Regions from separate parts of the Mus musculus genome. Here region 2 is linked to region 1. A link is a contact called in public Hi-C data. All regions are on one chromosome and are shown on one strand. The core of a region is the stretch at or near the end of the contact, and the rest is flanking DNA. Distances in the headings are between cores, read along the strand shown.

What was found. A called contact is a pair of places that touch in the nucleus more often than the background predicts.
Region 2: a contact with region 1 is called in a Hi-C map of liver, with 2.7 times the contacts expected there. The contact joins two enhancer-like sites. A contact is called at or near these places in 1 of 39 promoter capture datasets (neural stem cells), 1 of 15 datasets of contacts at CTCF or cohesin (the NIH/3T3 cell line), 5 of 484 Hi-C or Micro-C datasets (bone marrow-derived macrophages, extraembryonic endoderm stem cells, liver and 1 more) and 2 of 115 datasets of contacts at active chromatin or transcription factors (embryonic stem cells and microglia).

Annotation. Positions count from the first base shown.
Region 1 is chr3:21,790,609-21,794,642 of GRCm38.p6, reverse strand. All of the region lies in intron 1 of 7530428D23Rik (RIKEN cDNA 7530428D23 gene), which reads left to right. Among named protein-coding and RNA genes, the nearest start is that of 7530428D23Rik, 8.1 kb to the left of the region's middle. Within about 2 kb of position 2,177, at least 13 of the 459 cell types and tissues checked have an H3K27ac peak or open chromatin away from gene starts, as enhancers often do. A contact at or near this core is called in liver, where this site is marked.
Region 2 is chr3:22,089,651-22,093,684 of GRCm38.p6, reverse strand. All of the region lies in intron 1 of Tbl1xr1 (transducin (beta)-like 1X-linked receptor 1), which reads right to left. Among named protein-coding and RNA genes, the nearest start is that of Tbl1xr1, 15 kb to the right of the region's middle. Within about 2 kb of position 2,309, at least 126 of the 459 cell types and tissues checked have an H3K27ac peak or open chromatin away from gene starts, as enhancers often do. A contact at or near this core is called in liver, where this site is marked.

The DNA.
Region 1 (4,034 bases), core at 928-3,427:
GTATTATCATGGCTTATTTCAGTGCTCTGAGCATCTAATCTTATCATGCACATCTTGACATAAAATGCTACATGTTTTATCTGACACATGCATGACAGGTAATATAGCCTGTGCTTATAAATGTATCAGCATCCTAGCAAGTAGGTACACAAGAGTAGCCCTTAAAGCTCTTGAGGATAATAATCTTTGAGTATCATGGAAACTTTTTTTTAAGGTGAATTCCTACACCCAATATAAACACATATTAAAAGGGAAAAGGTGGGGCTAGCAAGATGCCTCAGCTAGTAAAGGTGTATTCTGTAACAACTGGTGACTTCAGGGTATTCTGTGACAACTGATGACCTCAGTTTACCACATGGTAAAAGGAGAGAACCAACTCTGGCAAGTTCTCTTCTAACCTCCATACACATGTGTCAATCATCTCTGTCTCTATCTCTGTCTCTTACACACACTCTTGTACACACATACACAGTAAGTAAATACATACATGTTTCAAAATAGAATTCAAATTAAGTTTTTACCTGAGAGTAAGAGTAGGTGAAGAGATAAGAACCAATTGCACAAACAGGGGAGATGGCTCAGTACTTAAGTGTGATGATGAGGACCAGAAGTCTGACTCCCAGCATCTATGTAGAAAGTCAGGCACTATTGCACGGACATGAAAGTTCATTGGTCAGAAAGCTTATATAAAAGGGTATGTTTTTCAAAACATTCAAACATTATTTGTATTAGCATCCAACCTCAGTGATCTAGTGGAGGGCTGGAGGATGTATTTTTTGAAGGAATTTTTAGCTACTTATTATGTAGGCCACAGTAAGCTGAAAATAGATTCTGGTGTATGTTTGTTGATAGGTAATAAAATCACAATTTGATTGAGTTATGGAGTTAATTGTTTCTGACAATAATTGTATATGAAGACATTTATTTTCACCAGTAGGAAGTTTTATTTTGAGAAATTTGCAAGTTCAAACTGAAGGGCTTGTTTGAAGGCACAGTTTGAGAGAGTAACTCAAAGATAATTACATGTTTTTGACATTCCGGAAGCCAAAGGCTGGGAAGGAACAAGAAGACACACAATATAAATGGCCTGTGTTTCATGGACTGTTACAGGGTTTCTTCAGGGTCTCAATATGCACTTTGAAAATAGGCAACTGTGTATTCTGCATTCAGTAGCACAGAAAACACTCATTTTCACTGACTTTTTGTACACCAGCTTGTAAGTTGAGGTTTTAGGATTCTGTCAGTGCCTGATCATCTCAACAGATTGGGTAAGGAAAAGGAGAAGTAAAGCTAAATGAAAAAAATTCTAACCTTTTATGTCTTATTGCAATTTAAAAATACTAATTTTTAAGAATTCCATAGACGCATATAATGTATTTTGATCACATTCACCCATACCCCCCCCCCCCCTTCCCAGGTTGAGCATTTTTGGGAGCAAGTCTGGCGTAAAAGTACATTGTTGACATGGCCATGTCAAGGATTCCAATGCCTCAGCCCGTGGAGGTAGCAGAGTGTTCCTGGGAGGCTCAGAGGATTACACAGCCTTCCTCAGTTCTTCATGTGGATGTGGCCAGTGTGCATAGACTTCTCCTCTTGGATGTTTATGTCCTGAAGACTGCTGTCCAACAGCCATTACTCATACTGAGATTTGCTAAGCCGTCTTCTTGTTCAGATGTGTATAACAACGCGACGCGTCCTCCTGTTTCTCTGTATGTAATAACCAACCTTCTTGTTCAGCTGCGTGTATTAACTTTCCTGTACAACTGTATGCAATAAACAAGCTGAGCTTTTGTGGTGCTGTGACTTTTTCACCATAGAGCCTGACTCTACCTTGGCTTCCGTGTGTCTATGTGGTCTCCCTTTTTATACTACTTTTATTCTTCTGAGATAATAATATAATCATCTCATCTCCCCCTTTACTTCCCAACTCTTCCTTTGCCCTTTTTCAATTTCATGGCCTCTTTTTTATTATTAATTTTTACTATATACATACATGTACAGACACACATACACACACACACAGAAGTGGGGGAGGGAAAAAGAGAACTCTACCCTAACACCACACCTAGCTGATTTTAGGTAAGTTCCGAGGGATCAAACTTGAGTCCTTATACTTCCAGGCAAACACTTTCTCATTTGAACTTTGCTCAGTCATTTTGGGAGTGTTAAAATCTTCTTCAGAGCCATTTCTAGTTAATCATTAGCAAGTGCTCCTTTTACTAGATAGCTTCTAACAGATAAAGCAAAGCCACTCCTCACGAACTTCTCTGTGATCAAAAGGAATAAAGCAGCTGCTTGTGAATGCTGCTGGTGTCCACGAATGGTACAATGCTGGGACTTCCAATCTCATCATTCATTTCCCTTTTAATATGCTACCAACCTCAATGTGTGCTCCTCTGTGCAATGCAGAAGAGTACACACTCACTAGCGTGGTGCCACTCTTGGTTCCCTTCTCTTTCAAACAGCTCCAAAAACACTGTTATCAGGAGCCAAGGCCACTTACCCAGCTCTTTGCCAACACACTGCATTAATGGTAATGCATGACAATGATTGGAAATAGGTTGTTTTTAAATTATAGAGTAAAAGCTTAGAATATTTACATAAAGTGAGGAAACCAAATATCAGCAGAGATGTACTCTGAGCTTTTTAGAGTGTTGAAGACTGGTTACTTTTTAAGCAAGGTTTTTTTTTGTTTTTTGTTTTGTTTTGTTTTTTACGTTAGTTAAGTTACTCTGTGTGGGCATGGGTGTAAGTGTGAAGGTCTTACCACAGGACCTTCACAAGAGGACACCTTACCAGAGTCAGTTCTCTCCTTTTACTATTTGAGTCCCAGGGATTAAACTCAGCCATCAGACTTAGAGACAAGCACCTTTACCTGCTGAGTTGTCTTGTTGGCCCAGACTGATCACTCTGCCTATAGAACTTAGTTACTACCTTTACGGAAATGTCACAGACTTCCTGGAGAAACTCATTTGCCCTCTGATATTGGCTGTGCATGTTCCCAGGCATTGTGGCCATGATCTTGCCAGTGTTTGCCAAGGTCCTTCTTGGATCAGGTGTGGCAGCATGACCATTTAGAGTTACTCAATCAGAGTGTCCAGGTTGGAATTGCTGCAGGTTGTGTTCTTGTGCTAATTATGTTACTTAAAACCTGTTTGCAATGTCCTGCACATAGGACTAAATGGAGCCTGTCCCTAGTTGTTTTTTGACTGGTCAATAATGTTACTGAAAGCCAATGGCTGGACAGAGACACAGAGGCAGGACTTTTAGGATTCTAGGGAAGGGACCAGGGAAGGCCGAAGAGGAGATTCTGCCATGATGAAGGCATAGGAGATAGACCAGGCTGGAAGGGTGTAGGAGGGTAAGACCACCAGCATGTAAGTGCAGGGCAAAAACAGCTTCAGGAGAGCTGCACAGCAGGGTCCAGTGGAGCAAAGACAAAAATATAGATTTAGTAAGTATTAACTCAGGAATATCATATAGGAACTGTATATGTTAGACAGTTAGGGAGTTAGGGAGTGGCCCAGTCATGTTGTTTAAGGTAAGTAAAATATAAGGCTATGTGTGTGTATCTTCTTTTGAGAATCCAGAACATTGGGGTGATAGTGAGAAGCACTCACACACCTGCCAGGAACCATAGAATGGATTGAAATACTATCTATTAAGGAATTATGCTCCGAACTCACTCTCACAATCACAGAATAGCCTCTTAGACTCTCTGGAGGAAAGGTGTACTTCTGAGGAGTGTTGACTTAGTAAAGAAGCCCAGAGTTTGCAGTTTGGGGGAAGTAACCTGTTTAGCTCTTTGATTTTCCACTAAGTGACAAGATAAATAGAAGCTTGTTTAAATCCAGAGTGGCACTATACCCTTGAAGGCTTTGAGTCAAGAGTATTTTCCCTGTACACTTCAGGGACTCAAATTCCTTCCCAAATAAAGGAAGCAGATGAATAATTGCAGGCTGTTGAAAATGCGTGGTGGCTATCAGAGTGTTGAGTCTTCACTGAGGCAGAGTTGGAAGGGTCAGAGAATCAGT
Region 2 (4,034 bases), core at 1,060-3,559, 300 kb before region 1:
TATTACTGAATGACGAAATGTCTGGATTGAAAGAAATGAAATGTAACTTGTTGAAATCTAGTATCTTAGCACAACTATGTCAGTATCAGTCCTTTTTTTATTAAGTTTTGTTTGTTTTTTATATATATAAGTACACCATTGCTCTCTTCAGACACACAATAGAAGAGGGAATCATATCTCATTACAGATGGTTGTGAGTTCAATTCCCTGTGATTGCTAGGAATTGAACTCAGGACCTCTGGAAGAGCAGTTGGTGCTCGTAACCGCTGAGCCATCTCTCCAGCCCCTAGTATCAGTTCTTAAACTATCCCTTTACCTATTTTTTTCCAGATTGATTCAACTACTGAGACTAGCTACAAAAATTATGTAAACACCAATGTAATCTCAGCTCCTCTAGCCCGTCCTAAATGCCAGATTAAAGAGCTGTTACATAGCCCATGATAAAAGTAAATCCATTTAAAGCTATCAGCAGGTCAAAAAGAGTTAATAGGCATAAAAATACTAACTAAACACCTCCAAGTCCTGTTCCAGGTCCTGGGAGCGTGACAAGGGAAACCGAACCCATGCCTGCTCTCACCCAGTTTAAATATGCAGAAAGGAGAAGGTGTCAATACAGGAAGATCTGTCATCGTAAAATGGTAGTAGTAACAAGAGACCTAAGGGTCACATGGGGTGAGCACTAACTTCACTGTGCATGCCTATTTCAGGGCAGAGCCTGATATGAAGAACAAAGCAGCTAAGGCAGGAGCAAACACATCCCTGGGTACGGAGCTGCCAGGGTTGGCCAGGCAGTGCCAGAGGGGAAGTCACTATGAAGTGTGAGATGTGTAGTCAGGAAAAGATAGTCATCACATACTAAATAATAACTGTCCCCACTTTGTGTTTTATTCGTTATGTTTTTTGTGGTGGTAGTGATGGTGGTCTTGGTGTTATTTTGTGTGGTCTTGGTTTTATTTTGTGTGCCATAACCTCACACAGCCCAGGCTGACTTGAACTTGCTCTACTGCCAAAGCGAACCTTGAATTTCTGACCCTCCAAAGTGTAAACATTACAGGTGCAGACCACCATACTCAGCCTTTTTGTTTGTTGGTTGAATTTTTGGGACCAGATCTCACCATGTAGCCCTGGCTATCCAGGAGTCAGTATGTAGACCAGGCTAGCTATTAATACATTGCAATCCAGCTCCTGACTCTGCCTTATTGATGTGAATATAGATTGTAGCCCCTTTGAGAAAAGAGAAAGGGAAGGCAACAGATGTCAGCACATGAAGGTGTTTCTGCTACAGATTCTCAACGCAACTCAGATTGGTGGAAAACTTCAATCTATGCAAAGTCAAATGCTGAAGATAACAGGAATTTAAAACAGAAAAATGGGACATTCAAAACCCATAAAAACCGAGGAGGCTGATTCCATGACAGACTTCAAATTGGCAGTTACGGAGGCTAGGCCTGGGGCTGGGGAGATGGCTCAGCAGGTACTGACTGCTCTTCCATAGGTCCTGAGTTCAAATCCCAGAAACACATGATGGCTCACAACCACCAGTAATGAGATCTGACTCCCTCTTCTGTCATGTCTGAAGTCAGCTACAGTGTACTTACCTAAAAAGAGACTAGACCTGAATCTGTTTCCAAGATCTGGGCAACTCCAGGTCTGTCACCTGGCCTGAGGCAAGGACAGCAGCGGTTTCCAGACATCTCCTAAGAAGTTTCCAGCCAACAGATTACCATAAGGGTCACTGACCCTGGAAGTTACTAATGTGCTTTAAACCAGACCTGCAAGGTTCCGGTATTGGGAAACCCCAGCATGTTGGACTTCTACAAAATAAAACACTCTGTGTTTACATACTATTTGAGTCCAGGGTATCATTCTTTAGCGAATATGGAACCTTACACAACTTTAAAACAAACATTACCAAAATCAATGATCCAAATTAAGACACTAATAAAAATTTTAGTGGCTAACTTCTCATGAGAAAAATGTTTAATTTCAGGTAGAAAAACAAAAACCAGACTGTTTGAGACTGCTGAACAAGACTTGAGCAGAATCCAATCCCAGGGGTACCAATGCAGTAAAAGACAAAAAGCCTGGAGCCCTTAGAGTACTCCCAATACAAGGGAGGCAGAAGCTGAGGCAGGGGCATAAATGCAAGTGTGAGGGCAAACTAGTCTTCATATCGTTTTCCAGGCCAGCAGGACTATAGTGTGGGGCACTCTCCTAAAAAGGCAAAATGGGGTGAAAGGGGAGACACTGAAAAGCTGGTCGGCCAAACATCCCTGAAGAGTAAGCAAGAACTCAGTAGCCTCCTGAGCTGCTCCGGTTCATGAGCTCTACTGTTGCTGCTCAGGCAAAACAAGAACCAGGAGGACAGGGTGCAGAAGCCAGAGCAGCTGTCTTGTTACAGCCACTCAACTTCCCTGTTTTCCACACCCTGAGCCATTCTTTTGAGCTTGTCCTCAAATTTCCACGCTACTTAAACCCATGAGATATATGTGGTATTTTGCAAGGAATGGAAGTCAGTAAATTAAATGATTCCAAACTTTCCTTTATTCCTGAACTCAGCAGCTTTCATTCCACTATCCACACTGACACTTGAGCCCTCCTCAGGCAGCTTCAAACCACAGCCAGTACGTAACACCATGTACACAGGTGTCATGTCCTACGTGCATGTGGGCAGAGTGCCACTGTGCACAAGTGCAGGTCAGAGGACAGCTTCACCAAGTCCTTTCTCTCATTCCAACATGGCATTCTTATGGACTCAGACTATGAGTCTTGGAGGAAAGCGACCTTACCTCACTGGCCGACGTCATGTTTGCTTAAAGTTAATAGTAAACTACTTGGGGGGGGGGGGGAACACCGCACTTCTCAACTTGTAGAAATCATCTATGCCACTTTGTCAAAACAAAGGGAGCAACCTACCAGGGTACCCATCCAGAAGTCTGAGTCATTTGACAAACACAAAAAAGATAAAGGAGCCATGAAGCTCGCCAGCCTGTGCTGCACAAGAGCTGACCCAAAAAGCAAAGAGATTGAGAATTAACAAGTTCAAAAACACATCCACAAGCAAGCAGAGTGCAGCCTCAGGGGTCAAGTTACACACCCAAAGGGACAGGAGGCTACAAGAGGAAGAGCCCAAAGGAACAAATTCCTCCTGACTGCCACACAGAGCAACACCAGGGCAAAGTGCCAGAACACACTTCTCAGTGCAATTTCCTTCCTAATTAAAATTTACTGGTGAATTTTTAATTCTTTGAAAATATCAGTGAAGTACTGTGGCAATCACTTTAGTTCATTTGTAAACTAGAAACCCTGTTTCTCAAATGCAGATCTGGTTCTGAAGAAATAATCAAAACATTCCTTTCTGACGATTATTTGAAAACACCAGATCTTGACAGCTCAGTTAACTTCTACACATCCCTCTACTCCACACATCTCCAGTAGTTTTGGATTATCTAGGAAGTATGCATCAGTAGCTAAGGTCATGTCCAGCTCACAAGCGTGAGAGCCACTTCTATTTCTTTCTCCCAACTCTAACCCTCTCTTTCCTCTTCCATCTGTTTTGTTTCCACTCAGAACCATGAAATGAAAGAGCTCTGCCATCAGTCAACATTCAACACAGACCCAAAATGAAAGTGAAGTTCCTTCCATGACACAGCAAGTGACTTCAAAAGTCAGCAGGAGACAGAATGCATGACTTGTGCACTGCATAGCCTCAAAGCCTTACACGTGCACCGCAGTGAAAGGAAAGACCACCTGAGGTATATGGTGGACCAAGAGCTCACATAAGACCAGAACCAAAGAGAAATGGTTTAGTGAGGATCCAGATTACAAAGAACAGGGAGTCAAGAACCAACACAGAAGACCAGACAATGATTCAATCAGCTATAACTAGTAACCTCAGATCCAAGTCTTCTTTACCCTGGTTTTGGGAATATTCCTGGTTTTAACAGCATATCTGAGCTGTTCCAACCTCCCATCCCACACCCCAAAAAAAAAGATTCCATAGGTGGCCCTACCTTCAAAACAGGACACCCAAG